2 separate regions of the Drosophila melanogaster genome follow, and region 1 is linked to region 2. A link is a contact called in public Hi-C data. All regions are on one chromosome and are shown on one strand. Each heading gives the region's core, a stretch centred on a gene start, on an enhancer-like site or on the middle of the called end of the contact. The rest is flanking DNA. Distances are from core to core; before and after follow the strand shown.

Region 1 (6,062 bases), core at 1,418-3,917, 65 kb before region 2:
CTAAAAAGTAGGTGAACGAGAGTTGGGTCACAACATGGCATGCAACATTTTTTCGGCAAGGAGGTTAACAATTTGAGTAAAGAATAACGCTGGCCTCACAAAGGCTGACCCCAAAAAAAGAAAAAAAAAGAAGGGAGTTCTTCCGCTGAGTGTGAGGGGCTGAAAAACGTCGAGCAAAATGCAAAATCGATTGCGGAAATTTGCCCTGAACAAGGGAGCTTTAAAGAGTCGGTCGTCGGTTCAAGTTCGCTGGGGGCAAGTGTTGATCTTTTTCACAAAAGTGGATGATGGTCTAAGGGAGCATCTGGTATCTATGACACACACACACACACACACACACACACACACACTGGGCACACACATGCATATGTATGCAGGAGAGGCAGTCGTCAAACATTTGCCTTGAAAACGACAGAAAGCGGTCTAAAATGTGCTGTGAGTGAGTGAGCACGGGTCGCAGCTATTGTGGCAAATTGTTCCGTTAGGACAGGTACAGTGAACACCACAAAAAGCCGCAAAGGAATGCTAGAAATTTCAGATCTGCCAACACATTCAAAAGAGATTAAAAAAAAAACCCAAGTATTTTCTTTGCTCGACATCATTCGATCGACCGACAGCTGTCAATATTCCCATGGCCTCCATTTTTATGACCCCCCCCCCCCCACCCCACCATAAATAGGCAATATTTTTTAGCGAGTGCCGCCTGTGATGGCCTTATCAGTTGGGTCTGCTTGACTACTGGGAGAATGGACAGGTGAGTGTGTGTCTGCCTTTGGCTTTGCTCATTTTTCCAGTTACTGCTATCAAAATATTTATAGGCACTTCAAGCTCACACATGGCCAACTCGATAAATTGTTTTGCCATCGCTCTTTCACGCTCTTTTTAAGGCGATTTAAGGCGAATATAATATGCTTGTGCCTGCTCTCTCTTATTGAAGGCAATTATATAGTAATTCAATGAATAACAAGGACTACAGCAAATATTAAATATGAAATGAAACGAGCAAGTGAACAATATCCTGGCGGAAAATGCGCAGATGATAGGCGGAGTTTTTTTTTCCCATTCCTCTCAACCAAGATGCATGCTCTGTTGGCCAAAAAAGGTGAATGACAAGATGAAAGGAAAAGCGAAGACAAAGAAACGAGACGGAAGAACGCTGTCACGTGGCGAAAGGTGAAAGCTGAGGCAAAGTTTGCTCCTCTTGTTGTTTTTTTTTTTGTTTGTTTGTGTTAGACTTTTTGTTTCACTTGCAAGCGTTTGGCTTATGATCCATTCAAGTAGAACTTGCTCAACTGATACTGTTCCTTGTTTGTTTCGCTTTTTTTGTGGCCACTCATGTTTCATTGGCAGCTCAGCTTAAAAGTAATTGTCCCAGTTAAAGATTCAACATTGAAGATGCTCAGATTTCCCAAATACTTTATATACTATATACATACGCGTTTATATTTTTATTATTTTTCAACAACAGCTGTCCTTCAAGAAAATCTAAGATCTATCAAGCGCAAAATTGAGCAATTATAATTAGAAAAAAAAATATATATATGAACAGACTGTGCAGCAATATAAGCTTTCATTTTTTCATTCGTAACATTGTTTGTTTACTCTCGTTGCTTTTACTTGTATTTTTTGGCCAAAACTATTCGCGTTAGAGGCAGGCGTGTGAAATGGTTTAGTTTTCTCTTTTGGCCTCGCACTTTTCATAAGATTTTGCTTCACTTTAATCCGCTTTTCCATTTTCCTCGCCTCAAATTTTCCTTTTGTTGCTCACCACTTTTCTCTGACAACATTTCATATTCCTGCGCTGTTTGGTCTTGTGTTGCTTTTACCATTTTCCTCTGTTTTGTGTTTCTATGTCAGTGAGCGGAATTTTCATTTGCTCTTCGGTCACGCCCCCATTTCCCGATCTCCTCCTCAATCCTTGAGGGGCAGGAATGAATGGCTTTCTTTGTTTGCTCTTTATGTTTTGTGCGTGCGGGGATTTGTTTTTATTGGAATTATTAATTGTTCATTTTTTTCCCAGTGACAAGTACGTGGTGCAAAAAAGGAAAAACGTTTCGTAGAAATATGGCCTGAAGCCCAAAAGATATATTCTTTTGACTTTGCCCGCCGTGTCTTGCACATCATACCACCTGCTTCTGCAATTGCATCGCTACTTGGTAAATGGGAACGAGGCTGTCAGCACTAATTAAATTATGAAGTGTTTTTTTGCCACATTTAACCATACCACCCTCCACGTCGTAGCCACTTGCTCAGCAGCGTGTCAATGTCAGGCGAGCGAAACAAGTGCACTTTCCTTTGTAAAATCAAAAAAAAAAAAATTTAAATAAATTTCGAGTCTTTATACAACTCGTGAAACTCTTCAAAAGTTTTGCGAAAAGTTTTTTCTATTTATAAAAAAAGGATCAATTACTTTAGTTAGAGCTCTGATTTTCTTTCCATGTTGCCGTAGTTGTTGTGGCTCGTGTGCTCAGCGAGCTGGGAACACTTATACACCAGACTTTCTCTCCACGGGTGGTAAACAAATAACCAGGAAAAAGCGGAAACGGAAGCTGTTTTGAGCATTGTTAGGGGAAGTGGCAAGGGTTGGACGAAAAAAAAAAAGGGGTGGCTGGGCGATGGCAGAGCTCGTGCGGCACTCCCGAAAAACCCACACACAAACAAAATATTCATACAAATTAGGAGGCAAATTAAATTCACACACACACGCTCGAGGGTCAGCAAACGAAGCCATTAGATGGTTGCGAGGGGGTTGGGGGGTTAAGGGTGGCTTGTGGAAAATGGAAATGGAAAGTGGAACCCGGGGAAAACAGGTGGAAAGACCCAGGGGCCATTCGACAATATGAAAACTGATTTGTGCTCGTTATTGTTAACGATGTTCATTAAAAAGTTATTGTGTGCCCGGAAAAACGCAAGGAAGGCAAACATAAAGAATTTTCCCTGCCTTTGGATATACGGTTATGAGAAATATGAAGAGTTTACTAACCGGTTTAACTACTTAATGGTTCGCAGAAAATAAGAACTACAGGTGTCAAATCGGACTAAGCATATTTTTGCAAGACGAAAAAAAAACATTAATTAATATTTTCAATTTCCAACTGAAGCATATGAACATAATATATCTTCTATGGATTATTGTTAAAGAAAGAAAACTGAGAAGCAGATGTCTTTTTTTTTGTTTTTTTTTTTTTTCTGTGGACATGTTTACCACCGTCTTTATGCCAACTTACAAAGGTTTTATGTAAGCCAAATATGCTGGCGGCTGTCAGAAGACAACCTGTTGACAAAAATTGCAGAAGCATCTCTTGTTCATCTTATATAAAAATACCGTCATCACAGTTTATTCGCAGCAATTTCCTCTCGAAATCAATATGAAAAACATAGGAAAAACATAAAAGAGATGCTGAGGGGTGAAATTAGCCTCAGGTGAAGTAAAAGGGAAAAGAATATGCGAGCATAGCCCGGAATCATAAGTCGTTATGAATAATGTCTTAAAAGCTAATGTAGCAACCACATTACATTTAACATTACACATTATGTTAAGTAAAATGATTGCTTTAAAGACGATCAGAGAAAGGAAGAAAGTGTTTGCCAGGATACTTGACTCTTCATAAAAACAAAAAGTTGGCTAACTAGCTAATATTTTAAGTTGTCATTTATGAACATTTTCCCCTTTTTTCACTCAAATTCCAGCGGTTTTTTTACGTTCTATTATACATTTTTTTTTTTTATTAATTTCGAGCGTAACCATCTGGTTTCTGGGTTGCTTTCTGTTCCACGTAACCTGCAGCCATCAAAGAATTCTTGTCAACAATTTTGCGTTGCGCGGAAAACCAGTCAATCCCCTTCTACTTGTCTAGCCCACCTTTAACCCCTGATACCCGGAAAAGCGTGTAAACTTGATTAGCTGCCAGAATGCAGAGGCAGCAATTGAGCACTAGAGCACTTGGTCTACTCTTTCAAGAACTTTATCAACAATAAAATGTGACAAAAGTGAGCTGGTTTCAAGCAGACAATTGGAATGAGTTGCGTACAAAAAAAAAAGCTGCATGACATTAAAAAACAAGTTGCAAATTAAATTAAAAATTCCTATGATAAATTTTTGTCTTTTTAGATCAGTAATCAAGCCGACTAAAGTTGTAGTACGAAAATATTTTCATCGCCTTTTGATGCCGAAGACATATGTACATATACATATGTAATCTCATCAAACGAACAGTGCACCCAATGGCATTTACCACGCCCACTTTCCATTCTCTGTTGAGGATTTTCCGGTCGTCGAATGAGTATTTTTATTTCGTTTTTTATTTTTTTTTGTTTGTTTGTTGCTCCAATATTAAGTTGTCAACATGGCAACACAGTGGGAGAGACTGTGGGGTCGGAGGGCAAATATTTTGCATAAACTACAACCAACTGAAGGACAAAACAGAAACTGGAATAGAACAAAAACCAGCAAGAGGAAGTACAGCGAACGAAGGACCAACGAGTGACAGCCATCCAAACTGTCGACTTTCTGTCAATCGCTATCATTTGAAGTATGAAAGCGAAAGGCCAAAACCAGAATACACTAAAAATATTATATTGCATATTAGCTAGCCATATCTTCCAGCAAAAAACAAAAAGAAAAACAAGCGCAATTATTATTGAGATTTTTGGATGACCTTTCTGAGTGTAGCTTCATTCGCGATGCTTGACATTTGCCAGCCATCCGCTCTCACTCTCACTAGCTTCTTATGCGAAATATGCGATAAGGATAATAAGCACACACACACACACACACATAAATATAATAAGGCCAAAGGATTGCCGCGCGCGCCAGTCTGTGTTGGTATCTCGTAGCAAGGATGTGGCCATGTGTGCGTCAACATTAAGCGCATCAACGTTAATGGCTCCAGCAGAAACTCAGAAGTTCGCCAGCTCAGAAACTACGGGCAACAGTTAGCAAGGACATCGCATAACAGTCGAGGAGCTTAGTGATCCCAGCTAGGAAGTGGACACTTAAGGAGACGCCGGGAAAGGATATACCCGGGCAAAGCAGCAAATATGAGTGCACGAGTTGTTTCAACATCGCTCATACGCACTGTGTGCCCCGGCAACAATAAATATGCTTATTGCTGCTTGGTTTTTTTTTTTACTATCCTCATCACTTATGCTTTGTTTGTAAACACAGTTTGTCGGCGAGTTGAAAAATACATGTTTCTTTATGTCAAAATCAAAATATATAGCATTTAAGTAGTTGGTAAAAACAACTAACTACTTAACTCCATTTTGGGCCAGCCATTTCGTGTGCCTTTAATTGCCGATACTCGCCGCACAAACGGACTCACTTTACTGAACGAGCATAGCACATTCAGCACAGCTTTTTCCGCATTTTCCACCGCCTTTTCTTAGTTTTTCTCTCATGGCCTGGTTAATTTGTTTGCCAAACGCAAGCCCAAGGTCGCAAAAACCATGGTCAGGCAAAAAAGCAACTTGATTAGGCGACATAAAACAAGTTAATGACAGTGCTCATTATGTCGTCGCAGAGGGTAAGGAAAATTCAACTTTTCCAGGCGCTGAACAACACACGCCATTAATCATTGAAAACAGAAGAGCAAGCTTCTCTCTTTCGGCTCAAAAGTGTACATACGAATAAATGGAGTCTGAAAAATGCATAAATCGTATATAGAGTATTACATAATTCAATGTAAGCCTTGTATGGTATGGTTTATAAGAAAAAAAAAAAAAAAGAAATGCCCAAAGATTTTTCACTCTAAAAGGTAATTTATGGCTTGGCTCGCCCGCAAGAATTGATACATTTTTGAATCCGCTGCGGGCAGGCAAAAAAAAAAAAATATAAAATAAACGAGAAACGGGGCTATGCTCCGCACGAAACCGAATAAAAATGATGAAAGACTTGCGGGCCACATTGCGTATACTTGATGAGTGAAAGCCCAATAAAATGTCGACAGAAAAGGCATAAAATCTTAACGAATCAACAAAACGAGAGGCGGTGAGCCCAATGAGCAGTGCGGCATTGAAAATGCGTAATTGAAAATCTAGGCCGACGAAAGTTGCCATCGCTT
Region 2 (5,870 bases), core at 2,825-5,324:
GTTTCACCAGACGGCAACTAGCAGCTTCATTCTTCATTATGCGCAAGTTGATGGTGGCCCACTTTTCTTGGGGCTAACAGATAGACGTGCCCATGACATGGCCACGCCCACAACTCACGCTTGACATTCAACGCCCCATTCCCAGTGGATCCTGATCCTGTGAGTGCTCTGGATTGTATGCATACACTGCAAGAAATTAATGCCACATAGTTTTATTTGAAATACAATATTTTTATTCATTTCATAGAAAATTTTTATTCGTTTACGGAAATCTTCATAAAATATTACCAAAGCGAGCATGTTGTTAAGCTTTAGATATTTTCGCACCAGTGTAGCAAGATGGAAAATGAGCAGAAGAAGTCGGAAGTGCTGTCACTTTGTATGAAAAGTTTTGCTGGCGTGTTTTTGAAATTTTCCCCGACAGCACAGAGAAAAGGGCGGAAATTGTCAGTGCACAATATCCGTTGATTTGTGCAGCATGAAAATGGGTTAAAAGGAGGAAAATCCATTGACACGAAACTGCAAGTCGCACAGCCCGAAAGGCCCAAAGGCATTTCAGCAAATTATGCATATTCCAAGGAAATGGATGCCACGCCCCCTTTCACCAAGACCGCCTCGCAGGCCTCCGCTCACCAAAGGGTCATATCGCATGACCAATTAGCAAAAGAAGTCCTTTTTTTTTTTGTTTTCTCAGAGACGTGAAAAGGGTTTTTCGGCTCGTCATTCGTTATTTACTTTCAATTCCCCAAATAACATAGCGGAATTTTCCTATTTTTCCGCACACAAACATGTCGAAAAAAAAAAAGAAAAAGAGAAAAGCCCTTTGCGGTTCGCCTTGCCATTAACATAAAGCGGGAAATGGAATCGAAGGACTCTGCACATGGTGGGCCGAAATAAATAAATAAAAAATAATATCAACGAATCGTGGCTGGGAGAAAATGTCTTAAAAAAGCTTGTTGCTATTTTTCCACAGCCTTCCTTCTGCCTTCGTTTTTACTTTATTTTTCCCCGACCAACGCAAATCTCTTGGGACCAAAACGTCCCAGAGCCCTCCAGGTGAATGAAATAAAAAAGTATAAAAAATGTTAGAAGAATATAGAAGGGATGATATGGGGCTTACGTGGCAGGCCCACGTCCATATGGACGGCTGTCAGTCAGAAATTGAGTTTGGCAAACGTGAAACAGACTTGTGGATGCTCTTTTCGGGTGGAAAAACTGACCATACAAAAAAAAAAAAAAAAGTATGAAAGTAATAAAACAAATCACAAATCAAAAAGAAAATGGTTTTAATATTTATGTTATTGCTTCGTTTTCCTTCCTACTCAATTGCGAAATATGATAAATATTCCAAGTTGGCAGAGAACATTCAAGTTGGTGCATTGGGGATATAGAAAATATGGATAGCCTTATTTCCTTTCCATTCCCTTTTAGAATTTTCTTTTTTTTTTTTTTTGGTCTTTGGCAGCAACACGTCGTCGTCACGACCAAAAACTCATAAAGTATATTAACAAAATGTTCGATTGCACTTTACCTTTTAGCATTCTGCCTTCGCTACATTGCTTTCCTTTATTTTGCCAGATTTTTTTTGTTTCCACCTTTTTGTTGCCTTTATGGGGCTGTTGTCTGGGCTCCGCCCCTTGGCTGTGCCACGCCCATCGCGGCAAACGTCTTGCATGACTAACAGATATCAATATGCCAGTCTGACTGTCAGTCTGCTTCCACGGGTTGCCATGAGAAAAAAAAACACACACTATAATATATAATAAAAGAAGAAAAAAAGGGTCCCAGGCACATTTTCTTGTTCAATTTTTAAAGAGTTTCTCGCAAAAAAAAGGCACCTTATTACTCTATATATATTGTATATTAAGACCCATCGCAAAAATGTTAGCTACAGCGAAGTTGACCTTTTTGCCACCCAAGCGGGTAAATATGAGGCAGCTAAGGAAATTTGATATACCTTTAGCTGGAAAATTCGCTTGATCGCAGATAATTGAATGAAATGCGAGTTTATATATCAGCCCAAGTTAGCTGAGAGTGAATTTTATTTAAATTTATTTCGTTCTCCACGTTTTAGAACGAGCTTAGAAATATCTGCGATTTAATGTTACTCAAAAGCAAAGGTAGGCATGAAAATGCATATATTAAATTGGCAGAGCAAAAAAACGACATTTTTGCTGACATACAATATTATTCAAAAATTCCTCACATAACTGATTAATTGATCCATTAAGTATCGCCACAATTGATTGCTATTACCTCAACCATATTTTTTGTTGCTTTCAACAATTCAACAATCGCACTTCAGTCGTCCATGTGAATGGATTCGTTGCTCCAGTTATTGGAATGGCAAAATGAATTGATTTAATTTGTGGCCAAAGTGTCGCCCATTAAACTTCGATGCTAACGAACTAAAATGTAGCTCTAAGCGAAATGAATGTCTATGTCTGTGTTCTGTGAGTAACTTGTGGTACGGTGTGTGTATCCCGAGTGCGAGTGTGAGTATCTGTGTGAGTGATAGAATGCGGCGAGTGTAGCAATCAAACTGTTGATTCCCGCCCAAGGGGCCAGCAAAAGAAAAAAAAAAAAAAAACAATAATAATAAAAGTGGCATCCGCTTTCGCTGTAGCTTTCAATGTCCGCATTTTCGCCCCCTGCCACCCCGTTTTTCCCACCCATTTTCCCACATTTTCCACCTTCCCCAATGCCATTGCCCCAAAGCAGCGCTGCCTGGTTGACAACAGCAGGAAAATAGCGAAATAGACGGGCAAATGGAGTGAATTTATGCCAAATTCCTATGCACTGACGCCAGGCAACCCACAATTCGCAATCGTTATGGGTTATCAAAGGTTACGCAATATATTGCCCAACTTTTTATTATCATTTCGAATGCATTCGAAACCATACTTAGTTGTAGCAGTGACAAAAGTTCAACAAGACAATTTCAGGTAAAAAACAACTTTGAACGATTTTCTTTTCAATTGTAATTTAGTTTTAATTGTTTAAGTCTTTGAACAATAGTGCATTTTATGATTTTTTTTTTATCACATATTGTGCAAACTTAATAAAAAAAAATTATACGCAAGTTTTAATTACAATTTTAAAGCCCTATTACTTGATTTTCCCGCTATCGAGTGTCGCAGCCGTCAGCTTTTGGTCTGCTGTCCAATATCCTGCTGTGATGACAGCAATTTTAAAGTTTGGAAAACAGAGCTCAAAAACTTTCGCAAGCTAGACAAGTGCAAGTCGAAGTAAAAGTTTTTGCAAGGAATGTGTGTGGGATGCACAGAATATGGAGCCATTCCCCTTTTTGGAGCTGCCCCAAAAACAAAAACAAAAAACAAAAAAGCAAAATTTAAACATAAAACAAGAAAAGAGTATAGAAAAAAAATGTATAAACACATGCAACAGCTGACGTTGGCGTTGAGTAATCTAATTAAAAGTTTGTTGCAACTTGTTTTTTAATGATGTCACGCCTAGCGAAATTTGGCGCCAAACCTACGTTTTTATCGGTCCTTTCGTGGATTCTATTTTGCTTTAATTACAATTTATGAATGCTTCAAGTTTGCCGGTGAAGCAACAACAAGAGTACATGAATTACGAAAAGGTAAACGCCAGTCGAATGGGGTCAAAATGCCAAAAATAAAAGCAAAAATGAAAGGAAAATTGCTCTCTTCTGTATGTAATTACATAAAAGCAACACCGAAAGGAACACAGAGAAAAGGCCACACAAGCAGAGCAAAGTTTAAATAACGCATTTTTCTACTTATTTTTTTTATAACTTTTGTTCATTTTTTAAATTTTATCTTTGTAGAATAAAAGTCGGTTTTAGTATATCTGTTGCAACAAGGCAATCGAAGAATTGTTATACAAATGAATTAGATACTTTAATTTTGCATGACTGCCTTAGGGGCATAATATTTTTTTCTCAGTGCACAGGCAGCTGGAGCTGAGAAGTCCGCAACGCACAAGGGCAACGCACGATGCAAATAACGGTGAAGGACCAGAGCGGGCTGAGAAAAGTTGAGTGAGTTCATTCGAGCGGAACTCACACACAAATACAAAGGCAGTCGAAGGAGCGAAAGAGAGAGAGGGCGAAACGCCTGCGCAGTGGGCGGTGGCAGCGAGAATGGGCCGGCAGGACAATCCAAGCGGCAGGATTACAAAAGAGGCACACTGACTTGGCGAAAAAAAAAAAAAACCGGAAAAAAATTATTATTTCTTTCACTTTGGTAGTAGTAGTTAACTCAAATACCCAAACACCGATAAAATTAACAAGTCAAGTGCTAAGCTTGTGATAGTTGGGAACATAAGCTTAGCTTTTCGCGTACCTTGAACCACTGTGCACAAGCTCGAAGGCATTGACATTGGTCGACAATTGTGTCAATCCAGGACACAGTCACATATGCTGGGGCTGCTCAGCTGCTCGAGTGGCCAAATGCTATGGCTTTGCTTTGCTTTGCTTTTGGCCAGATGCCCAGCTTTGGGTCCGAGTTTCTTCTTATGTAAGTCGGTTGTGACAGCCGAAATAAAAAAGGGAATGAATTAGGCCCTAAATTTGGATGGGGTTTACATAGAGGCCGCTTTAATTGCTCTCGTGGAGCGAGGCTAACCGCAAAAAATGAAACAAAACAACATAGAACTGTGTAAATCAAAAGTAAAGAACGCACGGTCATAATTTAAATTACCTAAACAAACCGAAAATTCTCGTGAAGGAGAAGAGTTGAAAACTTTGCTGGCAATTAATAAAGTTTCCATCGTTGCCGGTTTGTTTTTTTTTTTTTTCTTCTTTTTTTGTAAATATTTAGAAACACCATCAAGCAGCTCCTTTGATATACTATAACTATGGGATAGAGCAGGATTTTATTTTACTTAAGTTTAGTCTTATTTTAAACACACGGTTTTGTTTACATTTTGCTCTTGTTTGCTTGTTTTATGTAAAGTTTAAGAGTTTGTCTGCAATGAAAAAGTACACAACACATGCACGTACACATATATATGTATTTATATATATATAAGAATTTTCCCTCGCCGACAGCCACGACTTTTCCCCTTCCATTTTTTGTGGCGCACAAACATGCGCCTCGAGCATTTAACAACGGCAACAAATTGAAAGGCTTTTGGCCGAAAAGGCAAACTATTTGATGGCTTAAATGAAATGAAAGCAGGTGGGTTAGAGGGTCAGAGGGTCCTTGGGCAACCGGGTAAAGATCCTTTGCGCCCTCTGATCCGCCGACCAGTGTAATCTGCTCAAATTTATCGCAAGTTTGTTTTCCAAAAATCTAGCTTTGAAGCATTTGTTGTGGTTTTCCAAGCGCCGACTTCTTGTCAACTCAGAAGTTTTAGTCTGTTGTGGTTTTCTGCTGGGTTATAAACAAATCTTTAAGTTTTGCATTCAGTTGAGAATGGCTATTATCAATTCATTATTCTTGCAATTAACTGCATAGTCTTCAAATGCAAAATCATCAGTAGCAACAATATTATGTGCATACTGTGACTGTTAAATGTTTATTTCATTGTGCTCGTTAAAAAGAATTCTTTCACACGTATTTTTCAGCCTGACAACGTCAAAGCAAATATTTCAATTAGGTTTTGCTGGCTTCAAAAATAACAACAACAACAAAAATTCTTGATGAATTTAAAGAGCACAATGTGCGTCTGTCAAAATATTAATAGAGCAATAATTCCCGATGATTTCTCTATTCGTTTTTTTTATTCTGGCACAAATTGCCGACAATTATAGAGATGCGGTGCTCCTTTGAATGTTTGTTTTTTGTCCCTGACACCGAAAGTAATATATTTTTCCGAACATTTAATTAACAGACCGTTGGAATGGCTGACTAATAAATATTTTCGTAAACAGAATTGGTCTG

What was found. Hi-C and Micro-C count contacts between places; a contact is called where the count stands out from the background.
Region 1: a contact with region 2 is called in a Hi-C map of the Kc167 cell line, with 2.1 times the contacts expected there. The contact joins two enhancer-like sites. A contact is called at or near these places in 14 of 107 Hi-C or Micro-C datasets (the D17-c3 cell line, the Kc167 cell line, the ML-DmBG3-c2 cell line and 5 more).

Annotation. Positions count from the first base shown.
Region 1 is chrX:3,268,321-3,274,382 of dm6, reverse strand. All of the region lies in intron 4 of dnc (dunce), which reads right to left. Among named protein-coding and RNA genes, the nearest start is that of Sgs4, 21 kb to the right of the region's middle. Within about 2 kb of position 2,667, at least 6 of the 39 cell types and tissues checked have an H3K27ac peak or open chromatin away from gene starts, as enhancers often do.
Region 2 is chrX:3,204,480-3,210,349 of dm6, reverse strand. All of the region lies in intron 2 of dnc (dunce), which reads right to left. Among named protein-coding and RNA genes, the nearest start is that of CG14265, 29 kb to the left of the region's middle. Within about 2 kb of position 4,074, at least 13 of the 39 cell types and tissues checked have an H3K27ac peak or open chromatin away from gene starts, as enhancers often do.